Linked DNA regions of Hordeum vulgare: region 1 is linked to region 2. Evidence: chromatin contacts called from public Hi-C data. All regions are on one chromosome and are shown on one strand. Each heading gives the region's core, a stretch centred on a gene start, on an enhancer-like site or on the middle of the called end of the contact. The rest is flanking DNA. Distances are from core to core; before and after follow the strand shown.

Region 1 (7,077 bases), core at 1,467-3,966, 510 kb before region 2:
TCCTCGTCAGAGTTTGTATGAAATGATCTGACTGATTCACACTCGGGTCAACAGAATGAACATTGTTGACCCTGAAGCACTGATTGATATGGATGGTTTCATTTCATCAAAGTTTCGAAATATGATGTGAAATAGTAGCCGCTTCCTCCATTCATGCCAGTATTTCATATACTTACCAAAGTTTAAGGGGGCTAATCTGAAGAAGACATGCCATTTTGTGCGAGAACTACTTACACATATTAGACAATAGATGTATCTGGTCTTTCTAAGGTTGCATTGCAACACTTCAGTTTGTTCCCTTGGTTCTTTTACCATAAAATTTGTAAGGTCCCTTATGTTTGATTTAGTGTATAAACTATTTGAGACATGCCCTGCATGCATGATTATTCAGTATATTTATGTTCATCTGATGTTATGTTCTTGAATCATTGACATCATTTACGAGTTGATGTTAAAAACACACTTTGTTGTGTATCAATTCTTTTTTTTGTCATGCCTTGTTCCATTTTTCAGAATTTATAGAATACAAATTTATACTTTATATTCAGACGGATTTTATGTGTGTTGGTGGAGACGTGCGTTGCACGTGCTCAATTACTATCCTACATAATTATCCACTGCACGCAGTTAAAAAAGTTCAAGAAACAGGAAAAACCGGAAGCTTGCCCCTTTAGCATTGTTACTTATTTATGGTTGTTCTGAATCAGGTGGATAGTTGATATACTATTCTTAATTGGAGCTATAGCTTTTTTGATAATGTGTTCAGTTGGGGCTTCCAGTACGCGTAGCAGGTGTCATTGTATCATAACAGAACTTGAGACATTTTTATAGCAGCAGAAAGTCACTTACAGCAGCAATGGAAGGACTCGAATCTTTTCCAGGATGGGGTGTGTAACATCAGCAGCAATGGAAAGACTCAAAGATCTTCATTTACATTCGCAACTGCTGGCCACATATATAGGCTGATATAGTAGTACCAGTATGTTTGGATTTGAATTTCTAGGTTACCTTTCGAAGAACTCTTTAATTTTCGATGTATGCATCACTCTGACTTTGGCCAAGCATATGCATGAACAATGTGTATCTCTGAAAGCATATATATGCTTTTATGTTGCTCATATACCAACAGTACCTTCTTCGAAAAAACAAACCATCCTTGTTCATGCTTATGTCTGAAGGTACTGCGCTAAGACGTATGTGAACAATCTAAACCTCATAATATGGAACTCTGCTTTCATGTTGAACATATGCAAAACACAATCTTCTTTAGAAAAACAGGGCACTATTATTTAGGCTTAACTCTGAATCTATTGCAGTAAGACATGTCTGAATAATTCAGATCTCTCAAAATACAACTCTGCTTTTATGTTGCTCATATATGAAAACTACCATCTTAATCCATCATTGTGCACTCGAAAAATATGTTTGATCGTAAAAATGTGTTCTTCACTTTGATAGGTTTGTATTCCCCCTTCCCTCTTTTCTTTAGAGATAATAAGGTGGTCATAGTATAATATGATTTCAAATTTTATACTTACTTGAACTTTATGTTTGTGAAGACGTGCAACGCACGTGCACTGTTATTAGTTTGTGTGAAAGAGAGAGAGAGAGGCTGCTCCTAGGACTCCTCCCTCTCCTGGCCCAGCAGTGGAGCAGCAGCTAGCGAGCAGCCTCGCCAGCCCCGCAGCCACACAGGCATCGTGCACCTCTATACGGCTGCGCATCCAGCAGCTCCACGTCGGCAGCCGGTCGATTTGATGGCCGTCCGGCGCCCGCGGCCCCTACAATACATGCCCCTGATGCCCTAGAATCTCCCCTCTCTCCGTTCCGCCCTCCACCCTGCCTCGCCGCCGCAGGTAAGCCCCCCCAAGTGCCATGCTATCGCCGCGTCCGTCGTGCTCCGGCCGAGCAGCAGCTCGTGCCTGGGGTTGACATCTCCGTCGCGGTCCCGCTCGTTTGGTGCACGGGAAGGAAGCCCCTGGTGCTCCTCTTCTTCTACGAAGCCAAGGAGGACACCGAGGTTGTAGATCTTCGCCGCCCCGAGCTCTTCTTCCTGTTCGTCGCGGACCCGAAACACCGGCACGCTCCGCTGTCCTGAGCAGCGTCTGCGACGCGCCTCCAGCCGCTTCTTCTTGCCCATCGATCCCTAGGTGAGCCACGCGTCACCCTTGAGCTTTCCGGACGTAGATTGCTAGGTGTATAGCACGTCGTGCCCGTGCCAAGACCGCGCACTTGGTGCTCTGCACCAAGGTGCGATTTGTTTGCGCTTTGTCCGCGTAGAAGCTCGTGCGGTAGCCAGACAGCGCAGCTAGCCATGCCAGCATGCCAGCGCCCCGTAGCTCGCCCGCCTCGCCTCGCCTCGCCGCGTGCTCGCAGCACCTGCTGGCTTGCTGCCATAGCCGAGACGAGCGAGCCTCTGCTCGTGCTCGAGCTCCGACGCCCCTTCCTTGCTGTAGAGTCGAGCAGCCCCGGGAACGGGACCCCTAGGGTTCCCGAAGCCTCTCCGGTAAGCCTCAGCCACCGCCTTCGCCGCACCGCTCGCTGACGACGTGTCGCCTTGTCTGTTGCAGTCTTGCAGGGAAGAAGACGGGTCGGCCCCGCATCGCTCTAGGGTAATATAAGTCGAGACGCCCCTGTGGTCAGCAACCGTGGCATAACCCAGTGGTTGACCACTTGACCGCCCGCGCCTCTACCATGAGGTAGTCGGTTCGATTCCTCGGATCTGTAGAACACCCTTATGTGAGTGAGACCGTGACAGTGGGCCCTTGGCCCCATCTGTCATCCTCTTAGGGGCTTGGCTCACTGCCAGCTGTACCCCTCTCCATTTATTTTTAATGTTGTTTCTGAGTGCTGTAGAAAATTTGCCCTATTTAGAAATTGTCCAAATGTGGACTCTGCCCTATATGGCATATGCCAACTTAGGCAAATGAACGCCCCATTTTTGCATTATGTGAGTGACACCGTGACAGTGGGCCCTTGCGTCGGTTCGATTCCTCGGGCGCGCTGTAGAACACCCCATTTTTGCATTATGTGAGTGAGACCGTGACAGTGGGCCCTTGGTCCCATCTGTCATTCTCTTAGGGGCCTGGCTCACTGCCAGCTGTACCCCTCTCCATTTATTTTTAATGTTGTTTCTGAGTGCTGTAGAAAATTTGCCCTATTTAGAAATTGTCCAAATGTGGACTCTGCCCTATATGGCATATGCTAACTTAGGCAGATGAACACCCCATTTTTGCATTATGTGAGTGAGACCGTGACAGTGGGCCCTTGCGTCGGTTCGATTCCTCGGGCGCGCTGTAGAACACTTCATTTTTGCATTATGTGAGTGAGACCGTGACACTGGGCCCTTGGTCCCATCTGTCATTCTCTTAGGGGCCTGGCTCACTGCCAGCTGTACCCCTCTCCATTTATTTTTAATGTTGTTTCTGAGTGCTGTAGAAAATTTGCCCTATTTAGAAATTGTCCAAATGTGGACTCTGCCCTATATGGCATATGCCAACTTAGGCAGATGAACGCCCCATTTTTGCATTATGTGAGTGAGACCGTGACAGTGGGCCCTTGCGTCGGTTCGATTCCTCGGGCGCGCTGTAGAACACCTCATTTTTGCATTATGTGAGTGAGACCGTGACAGTGGGCCCTTGGTCCCATCTGTCATTCTCTTAGGGGCCTGGCTCACTGCCAGCTGTACCCCTCTCCATTTATTTTTAATGTTGTTTCTGAGTGCTGTAGAAAATTTGCCCTATTTAGAAATTGTCCAAATGTGGACTCTCCCCTATATGGCATATGCCAACTTAGGCAGATGAACGCCCCATTTTTGCATTATGTGAGTGAGACCGTGACAGTGGGCCCTTGCGTCGGTTCGATTCCTCGGGCGCGCTGTAGAACACCCCATTTTTGCATTATGTGAGTGAGACCGTGACAGTGGGCCCTTGGCCCCATCTGTCATTCTCTTAGGGGCCTGGCTCACTGCCAGCTGTACCCCTCTCCATTTATTTTTAATGTTGTTTCTGAGTGCTGTAGAAAATTTGCCCTATTTAGAAATTGTCCAAATGTGGACTCTGCCCTATATGGCATATGCCAACTTAGGCAGATGAACACCCCATTTTTGCATTCTGTGAGTGAGACCGTGACAGTGGGCCCTTGGCCCCATATGTCATTCTCTTAGGGGCCTGGCTCACTACCAGCGGGGCCCCTCTCCATTTATTTTTAATGTTGTTTCTGAGTGCTGTAGAAAACTTGCCCTATTTGGAAATTGTCCAAATGTGGACTCTGCCCTATATGGCATATGCTAACTTAGGCAGATGTGACTTATAAGAGCATGGTGTAATAGTATAGCCAACTGCTGGCTATAAGTCATCTTATAGGCCATCTTATAACTAGCTTGTACAATAGTTAGCTATAAAAGAGTACTACTTTTATTATATAGGCGCACCTTTCATCCTCACAAAGCACCTAGGAGCACGTGCTAGAGCTAGCTCTTCACGAAGAGTCCGCTTCCCTTCTCTCTCCTCTTCTCTCTCATCCAACTCAATAAAAATATAGTATGTTAATCCTTACTGTCTGCTGACTGTACCTTATTGTGCTTGCTCTAAGTCAAATAAGGATTGGGAGTGATTTTCATTTCAGTTTTGTGTCTGTTTTCTCCATAGGAATATATGAGTATGATATATGGTGTTTGGGTAGAATTACCCAAGGAATCCAATGGCGGCATTGATTTTGTCTTTTGAACAAGTTTGCAAAACTGATATTTTTTGATGATGTGGCATTTTGTGAATTTTGTAGTATGTTTTCTAGGCATTCTTTGGTGGAAGTGTCAACCTGAAAGTGTTGCATGTGAGTGAGACCGTGACAGTGGGCCCATGGCCCCATCTGTCATTCTCTTAGGGGCCTGGCTCACTACTAGTGGGACCCCTCTCCATTTATTTTTATGTTGTTTCTGAGTGCTGTAGAAAATTTGCCCTATTTGGAAATTGTCCAAATGTGGGATATGCCAACTTAGGCTGATGTGACTTATAAGTCAAATAGGAATTGGGAGTGATTTTCATTTCAGTTTAGTGTCTGTTTTCTCCATAGGAATATATGAGTATGATATCTGGTGTTTGGGTAGAATTACCCAAGGAATCTAATGGTGGCATTGGTTTTGTCTTTTGAGCAAGTTTGCAAAACTAATATTTTGTGTTGATGTGGCATTTTGTGAATTATGTAGTATGTTTTCTAGGCATGCTTTGGTGGAAGTGTCAACCTGAAAGTGCTAGTGTTTTGTGGGTATTAGGCTTTGGTAATTTTGGTTGCCATGATAATCTTGTAGATGAGTGGATTTCTTGTTGTTTGGTAGCTAAGAGATTATTGCAGAATCACATGCTAGATTTTTTTCTAAGTGTTGGGATCTGTATTCTCTTGCCCTCTTGTGTTGATGGTTCCCTTGGATATGTTGATCCTTGGTGTTTGCTCAAATGTCATGATTTGTAGTGTTTGAACTCCTCTACAATTTGGTGCCACAAGTTTGTCAATACGACCTTGCATCATAGTTTTATTCACTCTCAAAGAAGCCTTGTTGATGAAAATTACATCTAGTCAAAATTACATCAAAGTGTGCGAATGAGTAAATATTTTCATAACATGTTAGATTGGTGCTATTAAATAATCTATGGTGATTTAGCCCAAGCTCGCTACTAGTGTTTTGATGTATATGTTTTCCTCTATCACCCTGTTAAAATTCATGCCATGAGGTTGGATGTAGCATAGTAGTTTGTTGCTGTCAATAGGCTTCAGGTTATAAACTACGAGTGAAAATCTGTGATTTTCGCTAAGTCACGAGCTGTTGTAGTTTTTGCCATGTTTAGAGCTTGGTAGCCACTCATTCTTGCATCTAGTGAATTAGATATTGGTTAGGTGTTGTAGTACTGTTTGTTAGCTTCAATTTCATGCCTTGGTTGAATTGCTTGGATGGTTGTAGCTACTAGATTTCCTTTGAACAAAGTGGTATGTTGCTGTTAGTGCGCAGATTGTTAGTTATTTTGTTTTGGGCTTGGTGAGTTGTGCTTGATGGAATTGCATGATTATTAGGTCAATTCCACCTGGAATTTTATGCTTAGTCCAGTGGCAACCTTGGAATGCCAAGTCAATGCCCATAGCATGTGGCATACTGTTGTTTTGTCTCCGTTGCCTTTTGTATCTTGTTTTGTACTTTCTGAGAGTTTTGTAACATGGTGCGCGACGTTCTTCATATGTTTTTGCGCCTTTTTCTCATGATGCATCCATTTATGCCATGTTCATGCATGTATAAAGAATTTAACTTGAGGTTCTGTCCCAAATGTTAATAACTTACTAAATGCATGAAAGATGGCTAGTATAGCAATGCCCTGTTTTCCTTTCATGCCACACTCATGCATCATGTTCTTTGAAGCATTGTTACTTGCTGATGTTTATTGGATGCTTATTTCTTCTGTGTAGCAATGGGTGCTGAGAACGAGTACGAGGATTCCGTTGAGTACATTCAGGAAGAGCAAGAGCAGTTCCAGTCTGAAGATCCAACATGCAAGATGATCGTGACCTTGATACGGTTTCTAGTTTTGTTATGCCTAGTTGAATCGTTTCAATCATTACTTATTACTGCCTACCACCTAATAATTAAGCCTCCAAACATTGCCATGAAACCTCTAACCCTTCACCTCCTAGCAAAACATTCATTGGCTTAGTTAGTGCTTTCTCAACCATCTTATAATATTGCTAGTTGCAGGTGCAAGCTGGTGCATGTGATAACATGGGAAATTTGATTATCATCTTATTTAATACTTTTTAATTAATGCACCTATATACTTGGTAAAAGACGAAAGGCCTGGCCTTATGCCCGATGGTTTGTTCCGCTTTTGCCGCCTTAGTATGGCTACTGGTGTTTTATTCCATATTTGAGCGCTCCTAACACGCTCGGGGTTGTTATGGGGACCCCCTTGGTAAATCATTTAGTCTAAGGCTTGTCTGGAAAGACCCAACTTTGGTACTATATTTGATAACAACTTAATAATAAAATCATAGGGAATAGCTACCCCGAGGATAATTTAATCAACCCCTGGGCTA
Region 2 (6,898 bases), core at 3,855-6,354:
TGTCAAGCTACTGGTTCTATCTTTCACTCTCTTACTTACTACACTGAACTGTGAAGCCATAGTTTGAACATCTCTATTCAAATAAATTCACTGAAGACATTCCTAACTGTCATTTATCTTCATACTACCTAAGTTTATCTTTGATACATCTTAGTGTGCATGATGACTATGTTCTACCTATCTGAATGTCTTTGTATTATTCCATTCTATGCTTAGATCCTTGATTGTTATATCTACTTGATCTTGTTTTTGCTTTCGTTGTTGTTTCGAAGCTTTTCATAAAGATCGCCTATTCACCCTCGTTTAGTCGATAACTAACACTTTGTCCTCCAGCACCAACAGATTGCACCGGCACTACATCAAGACCTTTTGCACCAACCTCCACCTACCCTGTTGCACCACGAATGTCTTCGCCCTTTTTGAGCATTCGATCACAAAGGGGGAGAAGCATTGGATTGATAGTATTCAAACGGGTCTATATGGGCTGGGTGCTGCTATTTTGTTAAGTCTATATGGCTGGGCTCATTTGGACTTAAGTTTTACAACCCAAAAGAGCAAATGTTCACAACGAGAGTTGTAAACTTAACAAAATAGCAGCACCCAACCCATATAGACTAGTTTGAATACTATCAATCCAATGCTTCTCCCCCTTTGTCGTCGAATGACCAAAAAGGGCAAAGACATTGGGCACTGCACGTCCCCAACAGGAGTTGAAGACGATGGTGTAGCAGGGTTGATGGAGGTTGGTGCAGTGGTGGTGCAATATGTTGGTGCCGGTGCGCTCAATCTCCTTCTTAGGATCATCAAACGATTCATCTTGACTAGCACAATTATTATCAAGTTCATTTGGACTAACACCGCTAGTTTTATCAAAGAACAAGTCATCATCTCCTAGTAAGTCATCCTTATCACTATTAAAGTCAATGTATTCGGGGTGTGATACCTTTGGGACTTTGTCCAGGAAGCAACTTCCAATCCCTTCATTTGGTGAATTAAATAAATCATAGGGGTTGGAGGATATGGGTGCCAGTCCAACAACACCTTCATCTTGACTATTGCCAGAGTTGGACTGGTAACTTCTCTCGGATTGGTTGTCAGATTTGGAGCCGGGAACCCATTCACCAACATGAGCTTTATGTGTGCTTCTTGTGTAGCTTTTGGTGTACTTGTCCTTCTTTTCTGAGTCCTTGCTTCTACGGGAGGGTCTTCGTTCATATCGATCTTCTCTACTCCTTCTCTTTCTTCGAGGTGACTCATCTCTTGAGCTTCTTATCCTAGGCGACTCTTCTATCCTCTTGGAAGGGGTCGTGCACTCACTGAAAAAGTGTCCGAGTCTTCCACAATTGTAACAATTTCGGTCACGACTAGAAGAACACTTCTCTTCATATCTTGAGTTGGAGCTTCTGTCTTTGCCTCTATTCTTGTAGAACTTGTTGAATTTATTGACCATGAGTCTTATATCTTCATTGGTGGTTGTCACTTGAAGTTGCGGGAGTACCATTTGTGGCTTGTTATGCATCGCTTAGCTTGTTGTGAAGCTCTTCTTTGTCCTTGAGTGACATTTCATGAGCAAGAATCCTACCATTGACTTCGTGGGCTTGAGATCCTTGTAGTTTGGCATCATTTGGATCAATGTGCACACAGTGTCATACTTTACATCCAAGGCTCTAAGGATCTTCTGGATGATGAATTTTTGTCGGTCATCTCTTCACTTCCTAAGTCAGCAATCTCATTTGTGATGAGAGCAAGCCTAGAGTATATTTGTGTGAAATCCTTCACCATCCTTCATCTTGAACTTGTCAAGTTAATGTTGGAGCACATCCAACTTTGATTCCCTGTGAATTCGGTTCCTTCGTGCATATCAACCAAAGTGTCCCAAATTTCCTTTGCTTTCTCAAGATGACTTATCTTGTTGAATTCTTCTGGGCATAGGCAGTTGGATAAAATGTCGCATGCTTGAATGTTTTATTGCAAGATCTTCAATTCTTCCGTTGTCGCTTCACGACTCGGTTCCTTTTCACCATCGAAGAATTCACCTTGCAATCCAACACGAACAACAACCCAAACGACGGGGTTATGACAAAGAATATGCATTTTCATTTTGTGCTTCCAACTAGCAAAGTTTGTGCCATCAAAATATGAATCTCTATGGTGGTATTTCTCTCACTAGACGCCATACTCTCCTAGGTTGCGAAATCAATCTAATGGGGACCAAAGCTCTAATACCACTTGTAGGATCGAAAGTATGTCTAGAGGGGAGGGGGGGGGGTCTTTAGACCACTTGACCAAATAAAAACTTAACATTTTACCAATTTTACCGATTGTAAGTTTTAGCAATTTTATCAAGTCTAGTACACCCCACACATGCAAGTCTACGAGTATAGAAGCGGAGAGTAATGCCATGACAGTGTAAGTAAAGGGTAGGGGTAGGAAGATCAAACGCAATGAAGACACATTTTTTGCATGATTCTGATAGGTAGTGCTATCGTACGTCCACGCTGATGGACACTTCAACCCAGGGAGGGTAATAGTTGTTCGAGTCCAAGGAGGCCTCCACCCACGAAGGGTCCACGAAGAGGCAACCTTGTCTTATTCCACCATGGCTTGCGTCCACGAAGGACTAGCCTCACTCGAGGTATATCTTCATGAAGTAGGCAATCTCCTCGCACTTACAAACTTCTTGGTTCAACTCCACATGATTTGGAGGCTCCCAGGCAACACCTAACCAATCTAGGAGACACCACTCTCCAAAAGGTAATAGATGTGGTATGGATGATGAACTCCTTGCTCTAGTGCTTCAAAAGATAGTCTCCTCAACACTCAATCATTCTCTCATAGAATTTGGCTTGGTAGAAGAGATTGATTGGGTGGAAAGCAACTTGGGGAGGCTAGAAATCAAGATTCGTATGGTTGTAGTGGAAGATCTTGATCTCAACACATGATTCTCTCTCAGAAAATAAATGGTGGAAGTGTTTGCTTGTTCTGAGTGCTCTCTCTGTGAACGAGAGAGAGGCGTATATATAGCCATCTCCAAAAATCTAACTGTTACAACATTATTGCCCAACTCGATGGAACCGAAGTAAAAACTCGGTTATACCGATTAGTGCAAAATGTCATTACTTTCGGTGTTTCAACGAGACCGATAGATAAAAACACGGCGAGCCTGATTTTTGATTGACCTGGGCACTTCCGCTGACTCGGTGGCACAGAAATGCAAAACTCGGAAATTCCGATTTTTGACAATTAGATACCAACAAGATGGTCACTTCTTTTCGGCTGTACAGAACCGAAACTCGGTTGCACCGAGATACTACGGTTTGGCTTGGGTTGTGTCTAAGGGAAACTCTGTGCGGCTGAAATGGAAAACTTGGTGGCGCTGAATTTGACAATATGGATCTTGGACATAATCTTTTGTTAGGGATTGGTGGAGGATTTTTGTGACAAATCTCTAAATACTATGAGCACCGAGATCATTTTCAATACCTCATCCCTTTTTAATAGTATTGGCTTTTCTATGGACTCAAATATAATTTCTCGCATAAAATAAAATGTAGTCTTGAAGCTCTTGCCAATAAGTGTGGCATCTAGGAGATCCTCCTCACAATTCCTAGCCAATCCATTCATTGAACTTTTCGTGAAATATATTTGATAGGCTCATTAGTTCAATGAACTATATGTTGTTTTTAATTACCAAAACCACCTAGAGAGAAGTTGTGCTTTCACCTTGGAGGTCCAAGAGCTCGCGAATTGTCATGTTGGAGAGCATACCACGGCAGTTCCAGCCCAAGATTTTCATTTGGCCTAACGGACCTCCTCTTCGAAGGCCGCCGATGCACCATTATCTCCCTTCTCTTCTCCAATGGATTCCCTCTCCTTCGGCACATACTACTCCTCCTTCTCACACATCTCCTTTGCAACATGTGTGACAACACCATCCACATCCTTCACTGTTTCCACTCTACCCCCACACACCTGCTTAAAGGAAATGTTCACATCACCATATAGCATACGCTCATAACTATCCAAAGTTTTCTCGAAGGAAAATTCTAAATCACTATCAGTGGGGCGAACGTGAGGAAGGTGTCTCCTTTTTTACCTATTTTTTCCTGTGGACATCTTTAAATCTCTCACTCACGCTTTCCTTCCTCTCTTTCCTCCCCTTCTTCTTTGGATAGCCCTCCATAGGTTTCTTTGGCCACATTGAATTTAAAAAATATATTATCTATGGTTGAGTCACCCGCAACACTAGAGGCAGCAAGTCGTGCAGCTACCACCCCTAAAAGAGCCTCCAACACTCCAGGCTGGAACAACAATTGGTATTGTAGATTCCTTGATAAACCTAATTTGATTAAAAGTGCTAAAAATGATAGTTGCCTATTCATCCTCCTTTCGTTAACCATATCGGTCCTTTCAGCCGTGGAGCAATCCGTTCGTCATCGTTGCGGTTTGTTGGCGATGCCTAGCGAGGAGGAGCGACTCCTCGCTTTGGTCTACCGCCGCTCACTTACGAGAGCAGAGACGGACGCTCGCTGGCTCCGTCGGAAGAACACCAAGGCGCTCTGGCTAGCCACTAGCAGTCCGAGTGCGAGGTGGCAGAGGCGGCGAGGGTGGCCGACTCAAGCGGACGAAGGCCTCATCGTCATCTCCGATTTCTCCTCCTCGTTCTCGTCCTCCGACGACTCCGATTATCCACCACTTGCCGTGGACGCCTACAACTGTTGTGGCCATCGGAAGGGCAAGGGGTCGGCAAGGAAGTGGTAAAGACGCTCCTCCTTTGTGTTGCATTGTCGTTTTTTAGTTGTTTAACTTTAGAATTATCGGTTGATAAACTGTGATGATTTTTTGGATGATATATTCAAGATCAACGGTATATGACGATGGATTTGATAATGGTGGTTGCAGGTGGTGGCCAAATTAGCTCATAAAAGTTGTAGATGCTCTAGATTAGCTGCCCCCTTAAAATCCGCGTCCTTTTGGAGCTATTGACTTGTCCACGTGCAATTAATTACACGCACACATTTTCCACCGAGTAAACTGGCGTGGTCAAGTGGTCATGCCGCCAAGCAGACAGCGCCATGCCTTGTCTCATCCCCAAACACAGCATCACACACCACCATTTCCTCCCCCTCGTCTCCCCTCTTTCTCTTGGTCCCCCTGCCATCGTCTCCTCCCTCCCCCGCCCCCCTTCTCTCTCCTCCAGCTTTCACCAGACAGCCCGACCCTGAGCTCAGCTGGACATCACTGACGGCATAGCCTTCTTTCCCCCTTTTCGCTTTTGCTCCACCCCTCTCCTCCCCCGTGGCCCAAGATTCACCGTCCCCCTCGCGATCCCTCCGAGTTCGCTCTCGCCTGGGGAGGCGGGAGAAGCAGCGAGACATTGCGGCGTGTGAGATGATCTTCTCCGGGGCCGTGGTCTTGCGAGCACAAGGTTCGTGTTCTTTTCTCCCCCCGGTCCTCTCTTGCGTACGGCTGTAGATTTTTCTCCACTTCCTAGATCTGCAAGTGCTCCCTCATCGATTTGGATGATCCGTGGTCCATGTGATTCTTGCTGCCATGTTTTGATGGGCTAGGTGGCGCTTTTTTTTATACGTATATCTATATTCTTGAACTTGACCTGGCTGTTGTTGACTAAATGAATCTGTCTAAAAACAGTCGTCTGATGTCTATTTCTCTGGGAAAGAAAATATATTGTGGTGGAGTTCCTCCTTGCTGCATTGTCCTTATTCCTTTATTACTATATCCATTCTTTTGTATAATAGATTATTTTGATGCCTGGGAGTGGAAGATAACTGTGGTGAAGTTCATTATTTTGTCATCAGGGGGGTGATGTTGGTACCTTTTCACTGAAGTGTATCTACCTTCTGTAACCGAGATATTGCGGCTGTGAGGAGATCATGTCCATGGAAGCTCAGAATCTTCGGTTCGTCAGGTGCCCCAAATGCCTCCAGCTTCTTGTGGAGTACCCGTCCATTCCGGTTTACCAGTGTGGTGGCTGCGGCACCATTCTTAGAGGTATAAATCATATGATCCATCCTCCTTGATTGGCTAAGCAATATCTCTATTTTTCAGACTCTTTTTTGTATTCATTGAATATTTGATGCAGCGAAAAATCGAGGTGCGCCAGTAACTCAGCCCGATTCGGTATCCGGTGAACAGAACAATTTTCGACGCAGCTCGGAAGGGTCCCCTCAGACCAGCAAGTCTATTTGTTCAGATGAACTGAAAGTTGTCTCTGCTGATATGCAGCCTAGTGAAAATGTGGTTGAGGGAAATATTTCATCTGTAGGCAAGCATGCCGTTTCCTGTGAGAATGTTAACGGAGAAAGGACTATGCCTGTTGGAGAGAGTGCAGCATCTGGCGAGGTTGACGGCGAGGAGAATTGTTCCTTAAGTGTTGGCAATGCCCGAAACCCTGAGTTTATGATCGAAGAGCCAGATGGCAAAAGTACTGCAGCTAATTCTAGTATGAAGCTAATAGAAAATGTACAGGGTGTTGAAATAAGTGAAGATGCAGATGGCGAAAAGGGTTACGTTATGGATGTTGCAAACGATGCTAATGTTGCCAGCGAAGCTGCAGCTGTCCATAGTATCGCAGGTGAGGAACTGGGAGATGATTCCAGTAACAATGTGATAAGAGAAATAGAGAGCATGGCTGAGGAAAAAAATTCTGCTGACAATAAAAATATGAACTGTCATGAGGCAGCTGAGATAAACAAACTGTACGAGGAAGATGGGGCTAAATCCATTAACATGGTGGGTCAGAGAGAGGAGAGGTTGCAACCGTATGAGGGTTTATGTATTGAATCTTATGAAGATCTGATTGAGGAATTGGAGCGGTCTTTATCATTAAGTGATGACGAGGAAGACTTTTCGGATGTAGCAGACAATAATGGGCTTA

What was found. Hi-C and Micro-C count contacts between places; a contact is called where the count stands out from the background.
Region 1: a contact with region 2 is called in a Hi-C map of leaf, with 4 times the contacts expected there. The contact joins the enhancer-like site here to the promoter of LOC123448074 in region 2. A contact is called at or near these places in 4 of 6 Hi-C or Micro-C datasets (leaf, seedling and an unstated tissue) and 1 of 1 datasets of contacts at active chromatin or transcription factors (embryo).

The regions. Positions count from the first base shown.
Region 1 is chr4H:117,025,245-117,032,321 of MorexV3_pseudomolecules_assembly, reverse strand. No RefSeq gene overlaps it. Among protein-coding and RNA genes, the nearest start is that of LOC123448079, 190 kb to the left of the region's middle. Within about 2 kb of position 2,716, at least 3 of the 3 cell types and tissues checked have open chromatin away from gene starts, as enhancers often do. A contact at or near this core is called in leaf and seedling, where this site is marked.
Region 2 is chr4H:116,518,867-116,525,764 of MorexV3_pseudomolecules_assembly, reverse strand. LOC123448074 reads left to right here and starts at 5,104. Exons shown (of 3, transcript XM_045124847.1): 1 at 5,104-5,428; 2 at 5,820-6,012; 3 at 6,104-6,898. The coding sequence starts at 5,895.